3 separate regions of the Sus scrofa genome follow, and all the other regions are linked to region 1. The links are chromatin contacts, called in public Hi-C and HiChIP or PLAC-seq maps. All regions are on one chromosome and are shown on one strand. The core of a region is the stretch at or near the end of the contact, and the rest is flanking DNA. Distances in the headings are between cores, read along the strand shown. Region 1 overlaps ZNF516 (zinc finger protein 516). Region 2 has its middle 92 kb from the start of ZNF516. Region 3 has its middle 56 kb from the start of ZNF516.

Region 1 (3,643 bases), core at 703-3,202:
CTCTTCCATTCAGGCGGGAGCTTCAGGCCATGCTCAGCTCTGAAGGGCGATACAACATCCATACTCCTTGCACGGCTGCAAGTGGGCAGCTGCTCCGTGGGGATGTGCACGTGCACGTTGTGGGAGGAGGCGGCGGCCATCCCGGGGTGGGGACAGCTCTCTGAGGACCCATTTTGAGGACACAAAAGCCACATCTCAGTACCCAGTCTTCTACTTACTAAAGACGTCATCTTGGTCGCAAGTAATTTATTTGCTCTTCAGATAAAGCCCAGGAGTGGCTTCGATGCTGCTCGGAATTCAGTAGGGAGCAGAGTACACGTATCCGGGGGGGGGGGGGGGGGCGCACTGCTGATCATCAACCTGCGGACAAGTGAACTCGAACTTGAGGGTGAAAGCAGCAGCCCAGCCACGTACCGTCACCAGAAGGTCCCTCTGAATCCCTGCTCTGCCGTCCTGAGGCGTCTACGAGCTGCTCTCCCTCGGCACCCACATTGATCCCCTGAGGGACAGGGACCCACGCTCTCCCCAGAACACCAAGTTAGGCCCAGACTAAAAGCCCGGCGTGATGTGAGACGGGAAGTGATGGGAAAAATCACCCCTGCTCTGAGCATTTAGGTTCTGTTCTCTAAACCCATTTTTTAAGAACAGCAGCCACTGACACTGTTCCTTCTCTGACCTAAAAAACACCTTTTCCAGGCTGCTATGTCCCCGTCACCCTCCATTTATAACTTCCACTTCTCTCCAAATGCTGACAGCTTACAGGTGTGCTCAGGACTGAAAAGAACTACTGATCCTGGACGCAGAGCTAGCGCCAGGATAAAGCACATTCACAGACGGAGTGTGTCCGTGGCCGGTATTTCTCCGCAAAGCTGCTGAGTCACCCCAGGGCCGCCCTAGGCACTGCCGCTGAGCCCGCACCCTCTCCTGTCTATCCAGATCCTTCCCTCCTCACAGGCACAGAGGTGGCATGCATGCACGCCAGGCACGTGTGTGAGATGCATGTCCGCCTTGCACACACGGTCCCAAGTACACGCGCAGGCTCACACACTCAGTTTCCCACAGAAGCATCGAAGTGTGTTTGGGCTGGAGGGTCGCCCAGGGGCAGCCACTGCCCAGCCAGATAATTACACACGTGACCCCGAGTCTGAGAATGCGCTCCTTTTCCCACAGCCAGATGATTACAAAGTCCAGAACTCAAACCCCAATGAATACACCATTCTTTAAAAGGAGAAAATGTGTGTGTGTGTTGAGGCTATTTTTAAAAGCTGAGCGCATCAATTCATCCCCTTAAAAACCTCAAGTGGCCAAGCGCAGGCACCACCATGAACTAAACACGTGGGGATCACAGGGTCCCTTCTAATTTCTTCTACTCAATGACGTCTCTCCATGTCTTGATTTCTAGAAAACACACGCTAAAGCTAACACACCTAACTGTAAAAGAAAAATAGGAAAAAGTTCTTATTTTTAGAGTCTGGACAAAAATTATAGTCACACGCCATCGTGGCTGTGTCTTCAGAACCACAGCTGCAGGCGGAGCCCTGCGGTTCCCTGCACCATAGTCATGGCCACCACTCGGCTAAAGGCCATGTGCTCTTCTGCAAGTTCCCGGGACGCAGCCAGGACCCCAGGCCTGGGGCCGACATGGTGACATCTGCGCTCTGCCAGGTGGGGGACAGGTCACCAGGACAGAGACCTCAGCCTCCACTCACCTCTCCCCCCCACCCCACCGCCAGCAGCTTTGGCAAGGCATCCTGAACTTATCTGAAACAGCTCGGCTGATGGGTTCTAACAGTGGCTCGATCACAGTTAACAAGCCACAGGGAAGCATCTCCCCGTTAGACAACCACAGTCATAAATCCCTCTGTATTTTTAGGAAACGTCCCCATGTCTGTCTATGACTCACTCACACAGCACACAGTGAACACATGTGGTTTTAACCGCAGAGCTTCACTGCTGGATTTGAGCAGGGCAAAGGCCTGTCACGCTCCCCAATCTCTGGTGCCATCAAAAGCTCCCTGGGGCTCGGATCCCACCTGAAACCCACTGGGTGACGGCAGGCCTGGTCCTTGCCCACTAGACCGCACAGCACAGTGCTGTCACTCCAGTGCCCCTCCCAGCCCCACATGGAAGGTCCACAGAGGGCTGCTGACGTCTGCCTGGGGCTCCATCTCCAGCCCCAGGACAGCATCACTGAGCAGGACAGGCCTCTGCTTCAGGACGGCCACCCCCGGCTGCCAGCTCTTCAGGTCACAATAACCCTGAGCAAGTGTCCCTGTGTGTGGACACCTGACTCCTTCACTGCCAGGTAACTCTCACCTGCTTCTGCACCCGAAGCCTCAGTTCATCTAATTCTTAAAGCAAGCATAAAAGCCTGTGAAAGCAGTTCTCAGGCCTGGCTATGCCTTCCTTTCCAAGCCAGCCCCTCAGTCTTGCTAACGCATCTACATGGATGGGAGTTTCTAGGCTTTTGCTGCCAACTTTTTTGTAGACCCAGAAGATGGACAAATTCCCAGGTGTCTGCAACACTCCTTCACCACCAGCAGCGAGCCCCCTCGAACCTGGACAACCCCTTCTCAGAGTCAGAGACATGGAGCCCTAAGCCTGAGGTGAGACGGCAGCCCAGTGGCCCCCTCAGCTCCAACCTCATCCCGCCTGGGTGGCTCAGATACCAAAGCCTGGGGGCCCCATCAGTAAGACCCACCTGTCGGAACCCAGTTCCAAGCGAGGGGGCCCAGGTGTGAACCCAGAGCCTCACTCCCCCTCAATAAAATAGGCTGACACCTCCTTCCTGAGGGGCTGAGACCAAAATCAATAGGACACAAGCCCCAACAGCCAGCCCCTCATAGGGGCTGACCCCAGCGGAGCCCTCTGTCCACTGTGTCAACCCAGGCAGTGCGGCCACCACCCCCGCCCAGACTCTCTTAGCCTTTTTATGATAAAACAAATCACAGATTCAGAAAATACACAAAACGAGTGCACAGTTTAATAGGTTACTCTAAGGCGAAGCTCTCGTGACCACAACCAGGTCAAGAAACAGATGTTGAACCCCCATAAGCCCCTCCCAGTGGCTACAGAGCCCCCCCCCACCTACCACCCATGGGTTGTGTAGCCACCACTGCTGTGTTACCGATGCCATTCTGCAGGTCAACCCTGGGAACCGGCCTGGCCACGTATGTTTTTACTGATGTGTCCTTCCTGTCCTGGTGCCCGCAGGCCTCTCATTCTGCCCTCCTCCTAACACTGTTTTGACCTGTGAGTTCCCACCCGCCACCCCTCAATCTCGCCCTCCTGGTATGATCAGCACGTTCTTTCATTCTCGGCATCTGTGCCACTGGCCAGGCTGCCATCTCTGAAACGGTCCAGGCTGCCTCTCCCGAGAATGCACTGGGTGACCAGGAGGAAGGGTCGCACCAAAACCGAGATGAGGCTGAGGCTGCATATTCTGGGAGGTGAGGGGATCTGGACCCCCAGGAACAAAGGTGGAAGAAAGAGGGGATATGCTTCGGTTTCCGATGACCTATAACAGCGGCCTTGCTACTGTTACCAGGACACAACCCTAACAACACACCACGCCGCCCGAGTGGGCCAGGGGCTCCCAGCAGAGCTGCAGGAGGGTGTGAGCAGAGCTGCTTCCCGGGACCCT
Region 2 (3,643 bases), core at 824-3,323, 170 kb after region 1:
CGCACTCATTCTGGAGGGAGGTGGCCACCAGTAGGACAAACCAACAGCCCTGAGCAGACTTCACTCGATGTAGGACCAGCCAGCCTGCTGTTGAGTCACCATTCTGGAAGTGGCCTGCAGGTGACCACAGCCCCAAGGGACACATTCATGCAATCTCTTTAGTGATCCTGAGCCAGAACCACCAGCTTAAGCCAGTGCTAAATTCCTGACCCACAGGAAAAGCAAAAACAAACAAACAAACAAACAAACCAAACAAAAAACCTAGAGAATTCCTGTTGTGGTGCAACAGAAAAAAACCCGACTAGTATCCATGAGGATGTGGGTTGAGGATCCGGCGTTGCCATGAGTTGTGGTGTAGGTCGCAGACATGGCTTGGATCTGGCGTTGCTGTGGCTCTGGTGTAGGCCAGTGGCTATAGCTCCGATTAGACCCCTAGCCTGGGAACCTCCCTATGCCGCAGGAACGGCCCTAGAAAAGATAAAAAGACAAAAACAAAACAAAACAAAACAACCAAAAAAACCCTGTTCCCTTTAAGATTTAGATGGTAAAGAAAAGGGAAGGTCCTTCAGGGTTTGCTTAGGGCTTGGAGACGATGCTCACTTTTCACTTTGTAAGAAGAAGAGGAAGGAGGGATGAAGTTAAAAATGCCATCTATGGGGGATAATGGATAGAGAGAGGGGTAAAAAAGAGAAGTCAAGTTAAGGGTGAACTAGGGGAAGGGTAGGTTTTACGCCCCAAGACAGGGCAGTGAATTGTGCTCTGGACTGCACTTGGTGCTCAATCCATACACATGGAGCCATCGGATGTTTGAGTGGAGTAGGTCCAAGGGGGCCAAAGTAAGCATGGAGGAAGGTCAAGGCTGGGGCTCTACAGGGTGCCAGTGAGAACCCCCTGGGAATCCAGGAGGTAAACCCAGTCCTATCTGCTGAGGGGTTTCGGGGGAGTAAGGGGTCTGAGAGGTAAGGAGCAGAACTGTCCCTGAGGAGAGAGCTCAGAGTCCTGTGCAGTGAGCACCCAGGGAAGGGACAGAGAGGCCCCAGGGGCTGGGCCACCACTGACTTTTCTTAATCAAGAGCCAATGCCTTTTGTTTCCCTCTGGAAGGTCCTTGAGTCCCTGCGAGGCCTGGCTTATCCACGACAGTGGAGGCTTTGTGCTTCTCTCTGAAATAAAACTTTTATCTTAAAAAAGAAAGTGTATCCAATGCAGTCTGTCCTAATCACCATATTCAGCGCTTCCTCAACTCTGGAGGGGAGGGCGCATGGGCTCTGGTTCCCTGGGGCACAGGGGAAAGTACCAGTACTGCAGAAGCTGGCTCCTAATTCTTTCTTCCCTATCTCTCTTATAATGTGTCAAAGATACACAGGAAGTTTAATTCCAAAACTTGGCTTTGATTTTTTTTTTCCAGCTAAACATTGGGAAAGACCAGGCCATGTGGCCAGGGAAAGTGAAACGTGGATTAAATTCCCAAACATGTGGGGCAGCGTGACAAAAGGGCCCAGGAATGCCGAGCAGGGCCGGGAGCATCCGCAGCTGGCACAGGTGTGGCCTGCTTGGGAGGAGATGCTTCCCTGTGTCTAGGGCTTGAGGGAGAGAAGCTGGCTGGCCATGACTCACAGGCCTCTTTTTGTTCTCCGAAGGCCGGAGTGAACTGAGGACTCATTAGAGGCCCTGCGCTCCCCCAGCAGGTCCAGTCAAGCCTCTTTGACCCAACTTGCACTGGAGCCTGACAGCAGTCTCGCAGGCTCAGCGTCCGGGCCCACAGGCTAGGGATACCCTTGCAAGACGGAAGGGCGGGTTCTGAACCAGGTGAGATAGGGAGGAGGGCCCCGGCGGTCACGTGACCGGCAACATGAAAGCAATTTTGTTAACATTCTGGGCTCCAGGGTCGCGGAGCGCGGCCGGGGCCCCTTAAAAAATCCACGGATCGCCTGCGCCGCGTGTGCCTGCAGATCGTGCAAACTCCCGGGAGCGGAAGGCGGGCTGCTCTCCCGGTCGCCCAGTCGCCTGGCCTGGAATGAGGCCACCACCCGGCAGGTCACCATGCCGGAGTACGTGCCCCGGCCGGTGGCCCAGCGGGACTCGGGTTTGTCGCCGCACAGAGCAGGGGACACTCAGGCCCTGAGGACGCCGGCCCCGGGTCCCAGGATCGCGGCCCGCTTCACAGCCGCTCTGGTGATGAGGGGACAGATGCCCGCGACATCCTAGTAAAGATGTGGGCTCAGCCCACCAGGGAGGCGCTGGGCTGGGATTTAGGCGGCGGCTCGGCTGGGCCAGGGAGGGAACAGTTCTTCCTGGGCCCGCGGCTCCAGCGCGGCCTCCATTTCCCGGCTCTGCGCGGCGGCCTTTGTCTCGGCGGGGCCCGTGGCGCCCCCTGCTGGCCGGCCTGGGCCGCGCCTCCTCGGCCTCTTCCGGATCTTGCTAGTTTCTCTGGAGGCCGCGGCCACACAGACAGAGATTATGCAGTTTTGCTCGCTGCAAAGGAGATGCTTGCATGGCTGTGCCTGTAGCCCTTCAGCGCTCGCGGTTCCCCTGTCAACTCAGAGGCGGCCAGACAGGAGCGGCAGCTTTGCTGGGAGAACCCCGTTTCCCTCAGCAGCTTCAGTGGGGCCGAGAATCCTGGGCTTGTGCCACAAAGCTTTAGAAAATGGCTCCATTGAACCTTTCCAGAGATGTTCCCCAAGCCGCAGAGGTTTGGCCATTTGAAGCCCTTTTAAGTCAATATACCAAAGAGCTTTAGTCTGGATTAACTGCACAATGCCAAAATTTCACTTTTAAAAGCACAAGGACTAAGTGCAACCTAAGCGTATTTGTAAACCAGGCAAAACAGGCACTTGGGAGAGCCCTCCTCTCCCCACACCCCTCCCTCCATCCCATTTTGTGCCTTTGCCCAGAGCCTCAGGAGCCAAAAATCCTGGCAACTCTCTTCTTCCCGCTGGCAACGGCGAAGTGTGGGCGCAAAGAGGTCATCTTTTAAATCTCTGAAGGATTCAAGTCAGTGTGTGTCACAAAAAAGCACACTTCCCCTCAGCTCAAGGTGGGGGGAAGCCTAGGAGGGTCCCTGGTGCAACAGCTGGACCTAGGAGGGCCCTGGTCAGGCGACCCCACCTCTCTCCATCCCCCAGCACATCGCAGGTTCTCGATAATGAAACAAGGATTCTGCCAAAGAAATCCACTACGATGCCCCTGGCTTTCTAGGAGCAATAAATGAAAGTCTCTTATAGTAAAAAAAAAAAAAAAAAAAAAAAAAAAGATTGATGAAGTCGTCAGGGAGAGGCAGAGAAAACACAGCCTAATCCAGCAACTCAAGACAACGGTGCAGAAGCAATTTGCTTCTGAAACTCTAACAGGAGATGCTTTAGCACTTCCTGGCAGCACTGCAGGAGCCAGCAAATAAATATTTCCACATGGAAGAAAATGGTCCTTCAAAACATGGCTTCCCCCATTCAAGAAAGAGATACAGCAAGGCTCCCCTACTTTAGTGGCAAAGAGCATCCTTATTTATTTGTTCCAGTTTGGAAACTGTGTGCCTTTCCATTAGGATTCGCGGATGTAAACACTGGTTCCCCAGTGAATTGAATTAGTCCGACACCCCCTCCCCCCCTTGCCACTTGCTTCAGGGAACAATAGAGGAGCTTCTGGCTG
Region 3 (3,643 bases), core at 398-2,897, 130 kb after region 1:
AGCAGGAGCAATGGGGCCTCAACTGCATGTGAGCCCGGGAATACCAGCACTCATGGACTTGAATGAATCCACTGGCATTAGCCATGTGGCTGACCATTCATTATCTGGACCCACTTGCTTTGCAGTAAAAGGTTATTTATGGGTAAATGAGGATCCCACGCATGGACCACAGGTCAGGACGCCTTAGACATTGTGCTGCCGGTTGGAAGGGACCTTCTTTCTGCTAACTGTCGGGTCTTCATGCCCTAAGTCCATCAATAATATAAATGTTTCTCTTTCGAAAGAAAATGACTGTGTAAAACTATTTCATTTGTGTAACTAGAGCATCAGAAGAGAATTTTCCCCAGAATATCTTCCAAAGGTCCTTAGGAACTGTGAAGTTATGAGTAGACCTGGGAATGGATGGAACCGGGAAGACATTGGGTGTTAGCTCCTCAAGATTTAACTTTCTTCAGAAATGGCGGGATTTCACACACAGCCATCTAGGTTCAGATTTCTGCCCCCTGATCTTAGATGAACCATTTAACTCATCTAGACCTTAGTTTCCTCATTTGCAAAATGAGAAAAATGACTCATACCTGCTGTGTACAACTTGAAAGGATTCTTACAACAATCACTGTGGAAATGCATGGCAGAATGCTCTGTGAACTGCATCATGAAGGGGACCCCACTACATGGGGAAGGAGCCCTCTCATTTTCAGAAGTTCCTGGCCATGTGGTATTCAGGGAGGATAAAATGAGAAAGTATTTGTGTCTCTGGTTCTTAATTTGTTCTCAAAGGTGAAAGTAATAATGGCAGGTTTTTTTTTTTTTTCTCATTAATAATGAAAAAGCAATTTGTCACTAATATGTAGTTGCTTAATATTTTATTTATTTATTTATTTTGCTTAATATTTTAAAGAAGACTGTTATAATAGCTGAAATTAAAGAAACTTGGCTCGAATTCCTCCTGTGCTTTCTTCCTAGCTCTGCTATATTGGGAAAATTACTTAGCCTTTCTGAGCCTCTGTTTCTGCATCTGTAAAATGGACACCATCTTACTTATTTGTCAGGGTTCCTGTGGGGAGTGGCATCAGATCATTTATGAGCAACTTCCTAACAGGATCCCAGGGCGTCTGGAGCCCAGCAGGTGCCCAGCCTGCCGAATTGATACCTTCTGCTACTCAGAGCTTCATCTCTGCACCGGCTTCTCACCTTGCTCTCAAATTTTGATGTTAGTTGTCAGGAAAGCATCAGCTTTCCGAGAGCTGGAATGTTGCCGTCTACATTTTCTAAAGCCTTGGCCACGTTAGGAAACCAAAGCTATGCTTTAGTTTAAATGATAGGGCAATTTCACTAACTTGAAGTCTTGAAAAAACAACTTGCTGATTCATTGTGATTGCAGAATACACAGACTTTTAGTATTTGGGAGCTAAAAAAGATTTATTTAATATTTTATCATTTGATTTAACAAATGATGTTCATATGCAATGTATGTGTGTTCCAAACTGTCCTACAGAATCCCTTTCTTGGGGGAAATTGCTTGTTGCAGGGAGCATTTCTGAGATGGTTTTTTCCTTGAATTTGACCTGTGTGTATTCACGGCCAGACTCAAGTTTCAGGTAGTGGGCGGGAGGCTCCTCGGCCAATCGGAAGGTGGATCTGCTCAGGTCATTTGCATGTGGCAGCCCACTTTCCCGCAGTGCCATCAGGAGGTGAAATACATCCTTGGGGGGTGTCACGGCCCGGGTTAAGATTTCCTTTTACCCCTTCGCTGCTAGAGCAATTTGATAACTATTCCACAAGAGCAGGCGGCGCTCAGATGGGTGGAGCTGAGAAGACTGCAAAATCTTGTCCATCTTGCAATTGCACCTGAGGAAGTGAGGAATGAGAATGCTTCCTGTGTGCCCTGGAATTACTTTGCTCATTGATACACTGATGTATGGCTTGTTGTTTTCCTTCGGCTGAACGTGACATTAGTACCTACAGAAGGGCAAACGTGTGAGAATGCTTGTAAAGCAAAATCCATTTTTGCAAAGGTAATGATGTTCTAAAATTGGAACAAGTGCAACTCAGGCAAAAAAATAAAAAATGGAATATTCCCTAAAATGAGTGAGCTCTTCTTCCTAGCTTTTCAAGGTAGTAAAGGTTTTCTTGATGTGCTATCAGATTGGCTTTATTATTTTAAAATATTTTTTAACTCAGGAAAAAGATAATGTTTCATATTTTCTATTTTGCCATGCTGTCCGGTCATTTGCTGTTCCAGATGCTAGCTCTTACTGTGCAATCAGCCTTGTGGTTTAAAATGGATCCTCTATAAGGATTCATTCCAAAATCCTGGGAAAAAAAAAATGCCCGGCAGAGTGAGGGACTTGCGTATGGCCACAGGAACAGGAAGCAGACATATACTGGACGCAGGCACTGCGGAAATCAGAGGGTGATTCCAGCTGGGAGTAACAGTGAGATGCTGGTATTTGTATAAAAGAAGCTGTGTGGGGGAGGGCAGGAACTGAGAAGAAAACACCCAAATATAGTTCTAATTTGTGTCAGACTCACCCAAGCAGGCAGGGAGGGAGGCTGTCCAAAGGGCTAGGAGGGCTCCTTAGAATGTGTCTCTGTGAAGATGTCAGGATGAGAAATCTGTCATTCCCCTCCACAGGTGACGGGTCTCTGAATGAACACCGCCCTGGAAAGATCCAAAGCTTGGTGGGGTGTGAGAGTATAGACTTCACACCCAGAGGAAGCACTCCTCCTTCCACATCAGCTGAGACGAGAGAGACTTCAGTGGCACTGCCTGTGAGTGGCCATCTCTTTCAATCATGGAAGTGAGTGGGCAACTTGGAAAGTAGATGCCTGAATCCAAACTACCTTCTGGAATGCTCTGTGTCAGAGAGGTGGCACCTTCTCAGCTGGAAAGCTGCAGGTCTCTCCCACGCCCTGGGACTCTTCTGCATCTCTCCTGCAGGCGTATGCTGCAGCCCACCCTCCAGGGTATATCCAGTCTTCTTCAGAAATGACGCAGCATTTTAGGTTTGTGGCAAGTCAGCGAACAGGAATACTGGAGAGAGCTTTATGTCCACACGCTGACAGGTTTCTGTTGGTTTTGGCTTAAGAGCTCACTGGGGTGTAGACCATTAACATTTTATAATATGTAGTTTGCACTAATGGGGCTCATTGAAAAAAAGAGAGAGAGAGAAAGGGATTCTGAAGGACACACTTCCTCCTGGGCTTTTTCCCGATTGTTTCGCTTTTCTGTACTCTGTTCCCTCCCCATCCCTCTGTGAGGTCAAACACTGTGGGTTGTTGCCGATGGCCTCCAGCCAGTGGGATCGCCCATGCTCCTTTCCTGCCATCCTTGTGGGGCTAAGCCCAGTCAGGTGGCAGATGATGGCACAAAAGCAACTGCTAAGAAGAATTAGTGTTCATTCCCATCATGGCGCAGCGGAAACGAATCCAACTAGGAACCATGAGGTTGAGGGTTCGATCCCTAGCCTAGCTCAGAGGGTTAAGAATCTGGCATTGCCACCTGGTGTTGGTTGTAGATGCGGCTCCGATCTGGCATTGCTGTGGCATAGGCTGGTGACTACAGCTCCCATTAGACACCTATCCTGGGAACCTCCCTCTGCTGTGGGTGCGGCCCTTAAAAAAAAAAAAAAAAAAGAAT

The links. Hi-C and Micro-C count contacts between places; a contact is called where the count stands out from the background. HiChIP or PLAC-seq counts read pairs in DNA pulled down with a chosen protein or histone mark.
Region 2: an H3K27ac HiChIP or PLAC-seq map of skeletal muscle shows a contact between it and region 1. The contact joins two enhancer-like sites. A contact is called at or near these places in 21 of 47 Hi-C or Micro-C datasets (alveolar macrophages, blood, brain and 12 more) and 2 of 2 datasets of contacts at active chromatin or transcription factors (alveolar macrophages and skeletal muscle).
Region 3: a Hi-C map of skeletal muscle shows a contact between it and region 1, with 2.3 times the contacts expected there. The contact joins two enhancer-like sites. A contact is called at or near these places in 3 of 47 Hi-C or Micro-C datasets (epiblast stem cells and skeletal muscle) and 2 of 2 datasets of contacts at active chromatin or transcription factors (alveolar macrophages and skeletal muscle).

What each region holds. Positions count from the first base shown.
Region 1 is chr1:148,060,875-148,064,517 of Sscrofa11.1, reverse strand. The region is part of intron 2 of ZNF516 (zinc finger protein 516); the gene reads right to left. Among named protein-coding and RNA genes, the nearest start is that of ZNF516, 75 kb to the right of the region's middle. Within about 2 kb of position 1,952, at least 29 of the 83 cell types and tissues checked have an H3K27ac peak or open chromatin away from gene starts, as enhancers often do. A contact at or near this core is called in alveolar macrophages, mesenteric adipose tissue, retroperitoneal adipose tissue and 1 more, where this site is marked.
Region 2 is chr1:147,894,296-147,897,938 of Sscrofa11.1, reverse strand. No RefSeq gene overlaps it. Among named protein-coding and RNA genes, the nearest start is that of ZNF516, 92 kb to the left of the region's middle. Within about 2 kb of position 2,073, at least 56 of the 83 cell types and tissues checked have an H3K27ac peak or open chromatin away from gene starts, as enhancers often do. A contact at or near this core is called in alveolar macrophages, mesenteric adipose tissue, retroperitoneal adipose tissue and 1 more, where this site is marked.
Region 3 is chr1:147,930,110-147,933,752 of Sscrofa11.1, reverse strand. No RefSeq gene overlaps it. Among named protein-coding and RNA genes, the nearest start is that of ZNF516, 56 kb to the left of the region's middle. Within about 2 kb of position 1,647, at least 12 of the 83 cell types and tissues checked have an H3K27ac peak or open chromatin away from gene starts, as enhancers often do. A contact at or near this core is called in skeletal muscle, where this site is marked.